Linked DNA regions of Mus musculus: regions 2, 3, 4 and 5 are each linked to region 1. The links are chromatin contacts, called in public HiChIP or PLAC-seq maps. All regions are on one chromosome and are shown on one strand. The core of a region is the stretch at or near the end of the contact, and the rest is flanking DNA. Distances in the headings are between cores, read along the strand shown. Region 1 has its middle 19 kb from the start of Tbx3os2. Region 2 holds the start of Rnft2 (ring finger protein, transmembrane 2). Region 3 overlaps Tesc (tescalcin). Region 4 has its middle 22 kb from the start of Gm30657. Region 5 holds the start of Hrk (harakiri, BCL2 interacting protein (contains only BH3 domain)).

Region 1 (2,700 bases), core at 171-2,670:
TAACCACTGAGTCATCTCTCTAGACCCTTGGTTTTGGGGTTTTGTTTTGTTTTGTTTATGACAGGGTCTCCTTATGTAGTCCTGGCGGGCTTGGACACCTGTCTCTGCCTAGACAGTGCAGGGATTAAAATGTGTGACATCGCCGTGCCCTCTTCTGGCCTCCTCCAGCACCAGGTAGCCACGTGCTACCCAGGCAGAAGATCTATACACATACACATACACATAAAGTCAAATAATAATTTTAAGATATTTTAGGGGAAAAATGGTAAAGCAATCGGGGTGTGGAGACTGAGGCAGGAGGATTGTAAGACTGAGCACTGCCTGGATATATTGGAGTTGTGGAGGGGTAGTAAAAAAGTAAGACGACCTGAGATCAAATCCCAGCACCAGTGTAAAAAGCACTGGGGACAGAGACAAGCAGATATGTCCCAGGAGGTCAATGTCCAATTAATTAATTAATCAATTAATTTTGTCTATGTGTGCATGAGTATGTGTACCACTGGACCCGAGTGAAGATCAGAGGTCAAGTTATGAGAGTCTTGCCTTCCACCATGTGGGTCCTAAGGATTGAATTCAGGTCCTCTGGCTTGGTGGCAAGCACCTTTATCCACTGAGCCACCCCCTGGCTTGTCCAGGGATTTTGTTTCATGTTCCTCTCCACCTCATCCCCTTTGGTAGCTCTTGTTTGAGCTTTTGTTTTGTTTTCTGCTAGGGACTGAAGAAGGGACTCCAGACCTCAGGCATGCTAGGAAAGCACTCTACCACTGGGCTGCGCTCTCGGCCTCTCTTACCCGCTAGGTCTAGGTCTTTCTGCGGAGGCACCACATCTGAGCACTGCATTTTACAGAGGAGAATTGGCGGCTCAGAGGATGACCTTGTTTGCCCCAGGTTCCATGGTCGATGGACATCCGAGAAAATAAAAGGTTGCTTCTCCCCTATTCCAGAGATGACTCCAGTTCACTGTAAGCAGAAAAAAGAAAGAAAGAAAGAAAAAAGAAAGAGAGAAAGAAAGAGAGAAAGAAAGAGAGAAAGAAAGAAAGAAAGAAAGGAAGGAAGGAAGGAAGGAAGGAAGGAAGGAAGGAAGGAAGGAAGGAAGGAAGGAAGAACTCAACCTAGTCTAACCGATAGCGGACTGTACTCTCTGTCACGGTGAAGATGTTTTTAAAGCAAACAAACAAACAAAATAAAAGAGCAAACAAACAACACACACACACACACACACACACACACCCCAAACCAAAAATAAAAAATAAAATAAAAACTTCATTCAATGTTTATTTAGTTATCCAGTGTTGAGCCAACCTAGGGCCTTGCGCCTGCGCACAGGTTTTCTACTGCTGAGTCACACCTACAAGCGGACATGGGATGGGATTCAGGTGATTGTGATCACGAGACTCTAAATTCAATTCCCAGCCTCGTCCTAGTCAGGGAGCGGGCTCTCTCTGCATCTGGACCAACCACTGTAAAAGACTAAGAAGCAGAAACAGGGAGGCGTCTCCGGGAGGTATGAATTGGGGTGGAGGCGTGGGTGGGGCCTGCGGTCCACGTTTAACCTGGTTTTCTGCCAGACTTAAGACTGAAGCTGAGAGGGAGACGGTACCGAAAGCGGGGAGGCCCTGAGGCTGGAGACTACCCTCTAGTCCTTCAGGAAAAGGAATTTGCTGTGCTAAGTCCCCGAGGCCAGAGGGGGACCCTGAGAGTCAGGCGCTAGGAAATCAATCCAGTGTCCTCTGCTTGTGTTGCAAACAAACAAGATTAGCAAATCAAAGCCCTAGCTTTCTTACTGAAGCAGTCCTGCCCCAGGGGGAGGATCCACTAGAAAGTGCTAATCCACGGACAACCTCGGCTTCTTTTACCTCCAACTGTGTGAGTAGGGAGCTACCCACCCTCTCTGTGACTCAGTTTCCTTGGGCTTAAAAAGGATATCATTGGGCTGGTGAGATGGCTCAGTGGGTAAGAGCACCCGACTGCTCTTCCGAAGGTCCAGAGTTCAAATCCCAGCAACCACATGGTGGCTCACAACCATCTGTAACGAGATCTGATTCCCTCTTCTGGAGTGTCTGAAGACAGCTACAATGTACTTACATATAATAAATAAATAAATCTTTAAAAAAAAAAAGGATATCATTGTAGGAAACCACTTTGTAAACTTTTTAAAAAGAATTTAAAATAACGTTGCCGGGGTTTTGTTGAGCACTTACAAGCGCGCCTTTCGAACCTGGCTCAGCCATAGAGCAATGCGCTGGAATCCTCTGCAGAAGAGCTGGGGCTGGGTTTCAGTGGTAGAGCTAAACTCAGAGCACTGATTTAGAAATCCGCTATGGTGGTGTGGCACCCTGGGGCTGTGGCTCTGGGGCAGAGTGCTTACCTAGGATGTGCAGGATCTCGAGTTCGAGCCTCAGCACTAGGACATGAACTCAACTCCCCCCACCCCGTATAGAAAGGACCTAATTTCTGCATCCATATTTTGTGTATCGTGTGGCTCACAACTGCCTTTGTGGGTAGTGAGTGTGCAGATGCATAACTAAATAAAAACAAATCTGGCTCTGTACTCAGAGCACGGTGTGTGTGTGTGTGTGTGTGTGTGTGTGTGTGTGTGTGTGTGTGTGAGAGAGAGAGAGAGAGAGAGAGAGAGAGAGAGATCCCAGCACCCATTTGATGGCTCACCAGAATCTGGTGCCCTCTTCTGGCCTCCATGGG
Region 2 (2,700 bases), core at 16-2,515, 1.5 Mb after region 1:
GAGAAATTAAAAATAAAAAAATAAAAAATAAAAATCTACCCAACCAAGTTGTGCCCCAAAAGGGAGCCTGTTGGGTCACCCAGGTGAACAGGCACAGAGAGCCCTTGGCCACTTCCTGGTCTAGCCATCTCTACCTCCTGCCCATCAAGAAGCCTGGGGCTGTGCGGAGCAGGGAACGCGACAGAGGAGGGTGCACAGGTCTGAGGACCCCATTCTGCCTGGCCTACCAGCCAGATCCCGCACGGAAGAGGGGCGGTACAAAGACCTGCAGTGGGACGCCTCCCTTAGCGGCCTTCGATTCACAGGAGGACAGGAGGAGGATCACACAATCGGAGGGAGGAGGACTAGAGGGTTGAGGACTAGAGAGCTGAAGGGAGGACCAATGGATGATCCAGGGACTGAAAGGAAGAGGCTCAGAGGCTCAGAGGGAGGACTGAATGGCTGCATATCAGGAGGACTACAAGGTGGAGGACAGGAGAGAGGAGCATCAGAGGACAGAGGATCAAGGGAGGGAGGAACTGTGAGGATCGAGGAGGAGGGGTTGGAAAAGAACAGAGGGTGAGAGGTAAGAAGTTGGAGGGCAGAGGAGAACAGAGGATGGGGAGGCAGAGAATTCGAGGGAGGAGGAGGAGTGGAGGACGGAGGGAGCTAGGGAGGGGAAAGGAGAAGGGCAGAGGACAACGCAACGGAGGGAGAAGGGCTGAAGGAGGATTTTAGATCAGAGGGAGGAGTGCTCAGGAGGAGGATTAGAAGAACGATGGGGAGAAGGACATAGTATTTGAGGGAGGAAGCAGGATCGGAAGGACGGAGGTCCTGAGAGAAGTCGCTTACCTGCTTGAAGGTGCTGCTGAGGAAGTAAACTAGCGAGAGGCCGAAAACCAGGGCGAGCACCCAGCGCTTGCGCAGGAGCCGGCGCCACAGCAGCGCCGCCAGGTTCAGCATCCCGGTAGGGCGCAGGCGCAGAGACGACCCCACGGCATGACCCCTGCAATCCGCTTCCAGCACTGCTTTACCTTCCCGCAGCCAACGCGCCGGCCACGTGATCCGCCGCACGCCCCGCCCCACCTAGTGACGCCAACGCCAGGCCCCTCCATGCCTCCTCGCCATTGGTTCTGCCGGAGCCTCGGCTCTCCATTGGCTGAATGTGACGGCAGGGGCGGACCTTCTCGGACTAGAGGCAGGCCTCCCTGTGCGAGGGTCCTAGCGCCGATCGCGTTCTCGGTGGCACTGCCGGCCGGAAGTCACGTGGCGCCCTGGCCACGCCAGGGATTGGCTAGGCTGGATTAGCAGAGGCCGTGATTGCTGCAGTGTCTGGCAGGTAAATGAAGGCTATGCTCGGCCGCTGCTACCCTGTGACCCCGCGAGCCTGGCGGCAAAGGCGCTTCGCCGTCCGGTCTGGGGACGCCGCTCGCGCCCAAGCGTCCTGTAGGGGACCGTGCAGCCTCCTAGGGAGGACCAGGGTGTGTGGGACGGAGATGGTCCATTCATTCATTCTGTAGCATCCTGTGGGCTCCAGGAGTCAATACGAGCCTACTTGTACCGCCCGTTTGCCACAGAATCGTGGGCATTTAATTTATGACGTTTTCTCAAAGCTTGTAGGTGGAAACTTGGGGATACCGTGTTTTAGTTTCCCCGAGGATAAGGAGTAGTGGGGCCACCCGGAGTATCAAGCCAGATTGCAAATTCTTGAGACATGTTACCTGATGGATGACAGTTTCTTTCTTTATAAAACGGCCTGGTTGAGAGTGTAGCTAGGTGATAGAGGGCTTGCCTGAATATGACGATGATACCAAGGAGTCTTTTCCTAGCTAATTTAATCTTGCAGAAAAGGCAGGCACCTTAGCCTGTGGCTTCCTAGCTAGCTGCAGCCGAGAAGGCTGTGCAGAATTAATTAATTCCGCACCCATTTGTGTTGGCCTGGGCTAAGAGATGGATCTTTCTCTGTAGGGAAAATATGCCGGGAAACTGAGCCTGTTCATGGAAGCATATTCTTTATTTCTTTAAAGATTTTATTTATGTATGTATTTATTTTTTAATTATATGTTAGAGTGGGTTTGCCCATGGGAGTGCAGGTGCCCTCCGAGGTCAGTAGAGGGAGTCAGATCACTTACAGCTGGAGGTACAGGTAGTTGTGAGCCACCCTTGTGGGTGCTGGGAACTGGACTTAGATCTTCTGCAGGAGCAGTAGCCATATGGAGTCTCTCTCCAAGCCTTGCCCTTCTTTCTTGGCTTTCTATTGGTGCGGGAGGTAGGACGAGGTGTGTGCGGATCTGTCGCTGGGGAAAATCAAGGTGATCTAATCTCTACAGAGACGTTGGCCTTCCATCTCTGCAACTCCAAGGTGGACGGGCAGCCCAGACACAGGACCTCTCAAGGGTCATAGTAAACAAACCCACATGTCAATGACTGGTAAGTGCTGTGGGGAGGTAGCCTGTAACCCTCAGCTGGAAAACCATGCCAGGGAAGGAACAGCAGGTACAAAGGCCCGGAGGCAGGAACTCTTAACTTTAAAGTGTCCAGAGGTACCTGGAGTTCTTATGGCCAGAGATAAGTCACAGAATCAAGGTTGTAAACGGGTAATGATAACGTCCAGCACAGCCTGGAGGCCTCCAACGACTCTGATTTTTATTCTGGTTTCACTTAGAAGCCAGTAGAAATTCTAAAATCATTTTTATGGCCCCCCCCCCAGTGTGTGCTTGT
Region 3 (2,700 bases), core at 94-2,593, 1.7 Mb after region 1:
TCCAACACTATTCACAGCTCTCCAAGGTGGCAACAGCCAAGTCGCCTGTGGACAACTGTATGAGAGGAGAAGAAGTACATGGGCATACTCTCTTGTTCCCAATCAAGAGAGGCTGTGGGGACCCTCACTGGCACACAGGGTGTTGACAATGTCATAGCCAGCACCAAAGCCACCTGGTCCACAAGTCTATATGTCAAGCGACATACCAGGTGACTCCATGGGAATGGAAAAAGACTCTTGCTGGGCAAGGTCCGGGAGGAGAGGGTAAAAATGGATAATGGGTGGGTACAGGGTTTAATTGGGGGTGATGGAATGATCTGGAAACAGAGATGGTGGTTTAGAACTCTAAATGCATTGAACCCAACCGAGTCGTTCACTTCACAGTAATTAAAATGGTGAGTGTGTATGTGTGTGCTTATGTGTGTATGTGTGTTTATATGTGTAAGTGTATGTATGTGTGTGTTTATGTGTGTATGTGTATATGTATTATACATGTGTCTGCTTATGTGTGTATTGCGTGTATATGTGTGTACAAGTGTGTTAGTGAGTGTATGTGTTAGTGAGTGTATGTGTATGTATGTATGTGTATGACTGTGTGTGTACAAGTGTGTATGTGTGTTATGTGTGTGTTTAAGTGTGTACATGTGTGTGTAGAAGTGTGTTATGTGAGTATGTATGTGTGTATATGTGTGTGAGTGTATGTGTTTGTGCATGTGTGTACATGTGTTTGTTATGTGTGTGTATGTATGTGTGAGTGAGTGTATGAGTGTATGTATGTATGTATGTGTATGAGTATATGTGTGTGTGCATGTGTGTACATGTGTGTTTATGTGTGTACACTTGTGTTTTACATGGGGGCCTGTGGAAGGGGTGAGGTCAACATCTGGTGTTTTCCTCTGCCACTCTCAAGCTTGGTTTTTGAGCCAGGGTCCCTCAGGGCACCTGCTTCACAGATTCAGCCTGCTAGCAGATTGGCCACAGAGCCCCAGGGCTCCTCCCGATTCTGCATCCCCAGTGCTGGGAATAAAGTACCAGGGAGCGCGAACTTGGATCCTCACAGGTGGCACTTTACCGACTGGGCCACTTCCCTGTCCTAAAATGGTAAATTTTATGTCACATGAACTTTGGCTTCAATTGAAAAGACAAATAAACAACAACAACAAAATCAGTGACTACTTAGCTGGATGGAGAAACCACAGCCGTTAGCCTGGCTGTGACTGGCTTGCTGCATGCCCTAGGCAACCCCAATCTTCAGGGCTGTTCGGCTGGCTCTGAGCTCCACAGGGAGGCCACCTGGGGCTCCAGACACAGCAGTGACTAATTCGTGGCTAGGGAGGGAGGGAGGGAGGCTGGGCTTCCGGGAGCCTCCTCGCAGGGGATCCTGGGCCAGCTGCCCTCTCTCGTGAGCACCCCTCCTCCACCTGCTGCCTTGGCAGCTTCAGCCCTGATACCCACTCACCCTGCTGCCATGGACTTTACAATCTACCCAGGATGCACCTGGCCTCTTTGAAGTGTTTTGTTTGGTTTGGTTTGGTTTTTTTTTTGTTTGTTTTTTTGTTTTTTTTCAAATTCAACCTGGAGCACAGACCCTCGGACCCTCTTCACACAGACTTCAGGCCGGTGCAAAAACCGGCCCCGAGGCAGAAATGGTCCAGCCCAACATCTCTGACACATCATCTACTGTCACCTGGGGCACCAAGGGTCCTGCTGGGGACACTGTGGGCTGTTTCTGTACAGAACACATCCTTGGGGGTGGGGATGGGGGTGGGTGGGGTAAACATGACGGGTGGATTGCCTTCCCCCTGCCACACATCCTGAGAGCTGAGCAATTCAGGGAGCTCTAAGAGTGGGAGCGCGCAGCTCTGAGCGCCACAGTTGGAGCGCACCGTCTTCCTCCATCTTTACTCTGCACTTTACATTCTCCTTATAGCTGGAATAGAGAGAGTGACAGCCTGCCTCCAGCGGGAGCTGAGCCAGGGCTGGGCAGGCAGCACACACCACTTGACTGTTGAGACAGGATCAGAGAGGCAGTGTGGCTCCCCGAGGGTCACACAGCTCTGGAAGGGTTGCTTCATTCCTGCCATGTGCTGGGGGCGGTGGGGGGGGGGCCACATTCCATTTCTGCATCACAGTGGAGCCGTTCAGAAGGGCGGGGTCCAGCTCCATCTAAGCAGACATTTCAGAAAGTGGGCGTGATGCAGCAGCATCCAGGAGACAGCTCAGCCTCGCCCTCAGAACTCTTCGCAGCCAACATATCTGAGGCTGAATCAAGAGGCAGGAACTTAACCTCACGTGCAACCGCAACCAGAATGAAATCAGAGAACCTGGCCGGGCTTCTGAGAGCTAGCACGGGCTCCACCTGGCACTCTAAACACGCGGCCGCTGGAGAAACCCAGCAGCCACCTCAATAACCTGCTAAGCTCAGAAGGCAGAGCTTTCCCTGAACAGGGAAGGCCTAGGTGAACACACCTGTAAATCCAGCATTTAGGAGGCAGAGGCGGGAGGATCTCCAGTAGGACAGCTCGGGGTGCGGGACAAGACCCTGTCCGGGGGAGGGAGGAGGTCACATCTATTTGCCAGAAGCAACCAGGGACTGAGACCCCCACGAGGTGATGAGCTGAAGTTGCCAGACAGTGTTAAAATGGCCACAGCACTGATGACAATAATGGCGGACCCACCTGGCCTTGGGTCTGGGTAAGC
Region 4 (2,700 bases), core at 42-2,541, 1.3 Mb after region 1:
GGCCTGAAGCCAGGGAAGTGGCTTACTGGGAGTACCAGGAGGAGCCCATTGAAAGACGGGGCCCTCCTGTGTAGTGTGGACTCCACCTGGCATTCCGGATTTACAGAATGGGCTGACGGGATGTGAGTGGTTGGAGCTGGGGAGGCTGTGACTATTGACAGCGTGAGTCCTGGGGTGCAGCGGGAGACCAAACAAACAGAGAAATGACCTTCAAAGATCAAGGTGACAGTCAGCATCACCCACTGTGCAGGTTGGGTTTATGTCAACTTGACACAGGCTAGGGTCATCTGAGAGGAGGGAACCTCAGGTAGAAAACATCTTCCTAAGATCTGGCTGCGTGCAAGCCTCTATGCAGGGCATCTCCTTAATTAATGGTTATTATGGGGGTGGGACAGCTCATTGTGGATGGGGACCACACCTGGGCTGGTGGTCCTGAGTTCTATACGAAAGCAGGCTGAGCAAGCCATCAGGAACAAGCCAATAAGCCGCATTCCCTTCATGGCCTCTGGATCAGGTCCGGTCTCCAGGTTCAAGCCCCGTTTGACTTCCTGTCTTGACTTCCTTCAGTGACCGCACAGTGCCACATAAATCCTTTGCTCCCCAGGTTGCTTTGGTCATGGTGATCCACCACCGCAGTAGTGAGCCTAAGACACCTGTCATCTACTCTGTAGGGTTGTCACCCAAACCTGCCGTTTCTGCGGTATGATTATGAACCACTTAACAACAACGACACCACAGATGAGAAAACTGAGGCACAGAATGTTGGCATGACAGGCAGAGTCCACAGGCCAAGTTCTCTTCGGCTTAGCTAGAGATTGTGTGTGTGTGTGTGTGTGTGTGTGTGTGTGTGTGTGTGTGTGTGTGTAAAGACGTGATGTAGAAGCTACGGGTGCCCACAAGTCTCTTCTGGCTATGATGGTGCCTTCAGTGCAGCCAGGCAGAATTCAATCCTTGGGCGCTTTCCTAAATTTAAGCTCTAAACGCCACCCTGGGGGCATCCCTCCATGCTTTCTCTTTCTCCTTGTTATGTAGATGAAGTTTCTCCAGGAATCCTCCACCCTACCTTTCTCCTTTCGGACTCCCCTCCCCTCTATTGAGGGGAAATCCCAAAGTTTATCCTGCGTCTGAAACAGGCCTGGCTGAGGTAGAGCTTTGGGGCAGAAAGGGACAGAATTTAGGAACTGGCAGACCGGAGGGTTTGTGGCTACCTCAGGGTTTTATCTCTTCACACTCTCCCCCTAAGCTCAGCAAGCGGTGTTCCCGCCTCCGCAGCCGCTCAGTCCCACCTGCCCACCTGCTGCTACTTACAAATGGCCTCCCTGCGCCTCCAGGCACTGTTTATCCGCTCCCTACACACCCACCAGCTTCCCGGGGACAGGAAGAATTTTATCTCTAGGGCTGAAAATGCACTCTCTAAGGCCCAGGACCCAATCGTCTTTCCTTCCAGTACTTGGCTCTAATCCACTTACTAGGCATTCAATAAATCTCGCGGAGTGCCTTAGAAATGGCTTCAATGAGAGCGCAGTCTGGGCTGTGGGCACACTCCAATAGGAAGGCCACAGCTACGGGCCCAGCTCCCGCACCCCAAATCTGTCTTTTCCTTTGTGGTTATCTGGTGCATTCTGGGAATGTAATCAGACACCCTGGGTGCCCAATGATCTCATCCCAGCGGTTCCTACCCTCAGCTTCAAAGTGGCAATTGCACGTTTGTTTATTTGATTGGTTGTTAATATGATTGAGTTATGGGCTGGTTGTTTGATTTGTTTGAGAAAAGGTATCCTTTGGCTTAGGCTAGCCCAGACTGGCCTTGAACTTCTTTCTAATGCCTCCACGTCTCAAAAGTATGCACCACCACCCCTCATTTGCTTTTGTTTTGTTCAACTGGTGGTGGGGAGGGGCCGGGACTGAATCGCTTATGTAGCTCAAACTGGCCTCAAGGCTATGATCCCCTGCCTCAGAGTGCAGAATTACACTGATATGTACCGCTCGCCCCACTGTTCTTTTGAGACAGAGTTTCACTTCTATAGCCCAAGCTGGCCTTAAATTTAAGGGCCTCCTGCTTCAGCCTCACAAATACTGTGAATTTCTTTCATTATATCCAATGAGAGAGCAAACCTGAGGTTTGGTCCTTCCTTTGATAGGCCTCAGAAGAGCTGAGAGAGCTTGAACATATGAATCTTTGAATGGGAGAAAGGACCAGCTCCTGGTAGGTTGTTCTCTGATCTTCACATACTCATTCCATGAACACACAAATAAATAAAGAACTCAAAAGTTAAAAAAACAAAAACCAAACCAAACCAAACCAAACCAACCAACCAAACCCCACAAGGGCTGGAGAGATGGCTCAGGGGTAAGAACACTGAACACTCTTCCAGAGGTCCTGAGTTCAATTCCCAGCAACCACATGGTTGCTCACAACCATCTGTCATGGGATCTGATGCCCTCTTCTGGTGTGTCTGAAGATAGCTACAGTGTACTCCTATACGTAAAATAAATAAATCTTTTTTTTAAAAAACCCCACAAAAGTTAAAATGTGTAAACAAAGTAAATAAAATAGCCAATAAAAATTTTAAAAAGAAACAAAACACCCTCCAAACAAAAAAGTAAGTTTTTAAAAACAAATTCACAGCCCAGAAAAAAAAAGAAAGAAAATGAAAATGTGAGAGAGGAGAGAGAGAGAGAGAGAGAGAGAGAGAGAGA
Region 5 (2,700 bases), core at 191-2,690, 1.5 Mb after region 1:
GGGGATCACCACAAACTGCAGACCCTTGAGGAGACGGGAGTTGGCAGTGGAGATATGGAGACCTGGTCAAGTTGGAATACCAGGCGGTTTGAAAAGGGCCGGGGACTCGAGAACCTGTGGTGCATAATTAGGGGAGACTCTTAGCTCGGACTGGTGCAGTTCTACTGCGTGTGTTTACTGGGGCTGGCAGCGATTGTGGTGGCTTACGTCCTTCTAAAACCACTATGCTGCAGAGGAAGGAGGAGGAGAGAGAAGAGGGAGAAAGGAGAGAGGGGACAGTGAGGAGAGAGAGAAGGGGGGGAGAGAGAGAGAGGTGGAGAAGGAAGGGGGGACACGGGGTAGTGGGAGAGGAGAGAGAAAGCAGACTGGAGAAAGGGAAAACAGGAGAAAGTGGAAAGGCAGAGGAGAGCTACACAAGGGGAAGAATAACGTGAGCCAGGGGATTGGAGAAAGAAGAGAGTGAAAACACTGAAGAGAGATGAGAGTGAGGGAGAAGAGAGAGGAGTGGGGAGGGGGGGGAGAGTGAAGACAGAACAGAGACAGGGGAGCGGGAGGAGAGGGGGAGGAGGTAAGGAAAAAGAGGAGAGAGAGAGGGAAAGGAAAGGGAGAGGAAGGAGAAGGGGAGGAGGGAAGGAAAAAGAGGAGAGAGAGAGGGAAAGGAAAGGGAGAGGAAGGAGAGAGGGGGAGAGAGTGGAGATGGAGAGTGGAGGGAAAGAAGAGAGGAGAGAGATGAAGGAGGGAAGGAGAGAGGGAGAGAGAGGAAGGAGGGAGGAAGAGAGAGAGGGAGAGAAGAGAGAGGGGGAAGGAGAAGGGAGGAAGAGAAGAGAGAAAGGAGAGAGGAACAGAGGGAGGAGGAGAGAGAATGAGGGAAGAGAGGGAGGGAGAGGGAGAGAGAGAGAGAGAGAGAGAGAGAGAGAGAGAGAGAGTAGGGGGGATGAGGCGGAGCAGATACTCGGGGTCTGGATAAAGAGGGACAGAGGGCAAGCGAAGAGTAGGAGACCGGGTCCGCTGTTCCTCGCCGAGGAGCCCTGGCTCCCGCTGTCGCTGTCGCTCTCCCGCCCGCTTGCCCGCGTACCTGTTGCTCGGTCCGGGCTGGGTCTCGGCTCCGGTCCCCCCCACCAAGAAGGCCCCGCGCGCGCCGCCTACGCGCTCCGCCTGCCGAGCAGCCAGGCCGCCAGCGCCGCCACCTGCGCGGCCGCGCACAGCCAGGGCCAGCGGGCGCGGAGCGCGGGCAGCAGCGCGGGCAGCGGGTCCCGGGGCCGCGCGCGACGCCGCATGGCGCGTCGGTGCAGCTCGTCGCCCAGCGCCTGCAGCCGCAGCGCGGTCACCTGCGCCGCCGCCCAGCGCAGCCCGGGGCGAGCGTCGCCGCAACCGCACACGGCCGGGGGCCCGCGGCCGCGATGCCGGGGACACGGGCACATGGCGTGCGGAGGAGCCTCCCTGGACCCCAAGTTTCGCCCTTCACCGCGCGTTTGTTGTGCTGACGGCGCTATTATTAATTAAAGTGTCACATGGTGGAGGGGGCGGGGAGGGCGCGGGGAGGGGGTTACATCATCCGGCCCGGGGGGTGGGGAGTGTGTGCAGGAGAAAAAGCCGAGAGGTAACTTTTAACCCTCGAGACGCCGGCAGGGCGGGGACAGGCAGGGATGCGGGGCTTCGGGAATGCTGGCCCGGGGTCCGCTGTTTCGCTTCCCGGGCTGCGGGAGGCTCCAGCTCGGAGATAGCCTGGAAAGCCAGCTCGGTGCGCACTGTGAATTGAGCTCCGGGAGAATTCGGCCGTAATGCGAAAAGATCCCCGGGCTGTTGTGTGGCCTGGGTGGTGGGAGGCAGGGTTCAAGCCGACTTGCCCTGTTTCGGGACAGCCTCCGCACCTGTCAGCCTCCGGGTGGGTGCACACATTCCTGACACGCGTTCGCACCCCCTTCTGGTGACCTGACTTAAGCGCACCCCGGGGTGGGAGCCTGAACCCTGAAATGAAGGCGGGGGACCCGGGATGGGTTGGACTCCAACTTGGGCGAGTCGCCTTTGCACTCAAGACATCTCCCCACCCCCCACCCCCCACCCAAGAACGTGGTTCTAGAGAGAAGTTCTTGCAGCCTGCTTACTTTGTAGGCTTTATCTTTTCAAACGGGGTCAGAGTTTGCTGGCGACCCTGTAAGGCTTTGCCTTGGTGCCCAGTGAGGTTACCTAACCCAAAGGAAGACCAATCCAGTTTTGCTCCAGCTCCAGCCTGGGAAGTCCTCTGGGGAGGGTGCCGACCAGTGAGGAGGCTCCTGGGACTCCTTAGGGTGCTAGAGAGACCCGCCCACCATGTCCAAGCCACTGGATTTTGGACAGCTTTGGGATTGGGGCCTGAAGGAGCAGGGAAGTGGTCCATATACAACCTGGTCCATATAGTGGTTTCAGGCCAGCCACAGTTACAGAGAGAATCCTTTATTTAAAAACCCCAAAGAGTCAGGGATGCCTCTGTGGGTAAAGGTGCTTGCAACCGAACCTGATGACTTAATTTCAGTCCTGTGAATCCGTGTGTTCCAAAGACAGAAATCTGATACCCACAGATTGTCCTCTGACCTCCATATGTACTACCCTATGTGTATGCACATAAGATAGATAGATAGATAGATAGATAGATAGATAGATAGATAGATAGATAGATAGATAGATAGGAGATAGACAGACGTATTCAAACAGAAAACAAGT

What was found. HiChIP or PLAC-seq counts read pairs in DNA pulled down with a chosen protein or histone mark.
Region 2: a contact with region 1 is called in an H3K27ac HiChIP or PLAC-seq map of embryonic stem cells, with 9 times the contacts expected there. The contact joins the promoter of Rnft2 here to the enhancer-like site in region 1. A contact is called at or near these places in 11 of 39 promoter capture datasets (the 3T3-L1 cell line, the C10 cell line, cranial neural crest and 7 more), 10 of 115 datasets of contacts at active chromatin or transcription factors (astrocytes, craniofacial prominence, embryonic limb bud and 4 more) and 1 of 9 other capture datasets (adipose tissue).
Region 3: a contact with region 1 is called in an H3K27ac HiChIP or PLAC-seq map of embryonic stem cells, with 4 times the contacts expected there. The contact joins two enhancer-like sites. A contact is called at or near these places in 3 of 39 promoter capture datasets (the 3T3-L1 cell line, liver and pre-B cells), 1 of 115 datasets of contacts at active chromatin or transcription factors (embryonic stem cells) and 2 of 9 other capture datasets (adipose tissue and liver).
Region 4: a contact with region 1 is called in an H3K27ac HiChIP or PLAC-seq map of embryonic stem cells, with 6 times the contacts expected there. The contact joins two enhancer-like sites. A contact is called at or near these places in 2 of 484 Hi-C or Micro-C datasets (both in embryonic stem cells), 7 of 115 datasets of contacts at active chromatin or transcription factors (astrocytes and embryonic stem cells) and 1 of 9 other capture datasets (embryonic stem cells).
Region 5: a contact with region 1 is called in an H3K27ac HiChIP or PLAC-seq map of embryonic stem cells, with 12 times the contacts expected there. The contact joins the promoter of Hrk here to the enhancer-like site in region 1. A contact is called at or near these places in 7 of 39 promoter capture datasets (the C10 cell line, frontonasal cranial neural crest, hippocampal neurons and 3 more), 1 of 115 datasets of contacts at active chromatin or transcription factors (embryonic stem cells) and 1 of 9 other capture datasets (embryonic stem cells).

What each region holds. Positions count from the first base shown.
Region 1 is chr5:119,709,026-119,711,725 of GRCm38.p6, reverse strand. No RefSeq gene overlaps it. Among named protein-coding and RNA genes, the nearest start is that of Tbx3os2, 19 kb to the right of the region's middle. Within about 2 kb of position 1,420, at least 19 of the 459 cell types and tissues checked have an H3K27ac peak or open chromatin away from gene starts, as enhancers often do. A contact at or near this core is called in embryonic stem cells, where this site is marked.
Region 2 is chr5:118,243,590-118,246,289 of GRCm38.p6, reverse strand. It overlaps Rnft2 (ring finger protein, transmembrane 2), which reads left to right and starts at 1,265. Exons shown (of 11, transcript NM_001109902.1): 1 at 1,265-1,318. Spring1 (SREBF pathway regulator in golgi 1) reads right to left here and starts at 1,063. Exons shown (of 5, transcript NM_001081236.1): 1 at 832-1,063. The coding sequence starts at 942.
Region 3 is chr5:118,036,599-118,039,298 of GRCm38.p6, reverse strand. The region is part of intron 1 of Tesc (tescalcin); the gene reads right to left. Among named protein-coding and RNA genes, the nearest start is that of Tesc, 10 kb to the right of the region's middle. Within about 2 kb of position 1,343, at least 156 of the 459 cell types and tissues checked have an H3K27ac peak or open chromatin away from gene starts, as enhancers often do. A contact at or near this core is called in embryonic stem cells, where this site is marked.
Region 4 is chr5:118,434,087-118,436,786 of GRCm38.p6, reverse strand. No RefSeq gene overlaps it. Among named protein-coding and RNA genes, the nearest start is that of Gm30657, 22 kb to the right of the region's middle. RefSeq lists enhancers at 1-743, 754-2,136, 1,733-2,700 and cis regulatory regions at 1-2,700, 1-2,700. Within about 2 kb of position 1,291, at least 35 of the 459 cell types and tissues checked have an H3K27ac peak or open chromatin away from gene starts, as enhancers often do. A contact at or near this core is called in embryonic stem cells, where this site is marked.
Region 5 is chr5:118,168,504-118,171,203 of GRCm38.p6, reverse strand. It overlaps Hrk (harakiri, BCL2 interacting protein (contains only BH3 domain)), which reads right to left and starts at 1,440. Exons shown (of 2, transcript NM_007545.2): 1 at 1,076-1,440. The coding sequence starts at 1,421. The coding sequence ends at 1,143.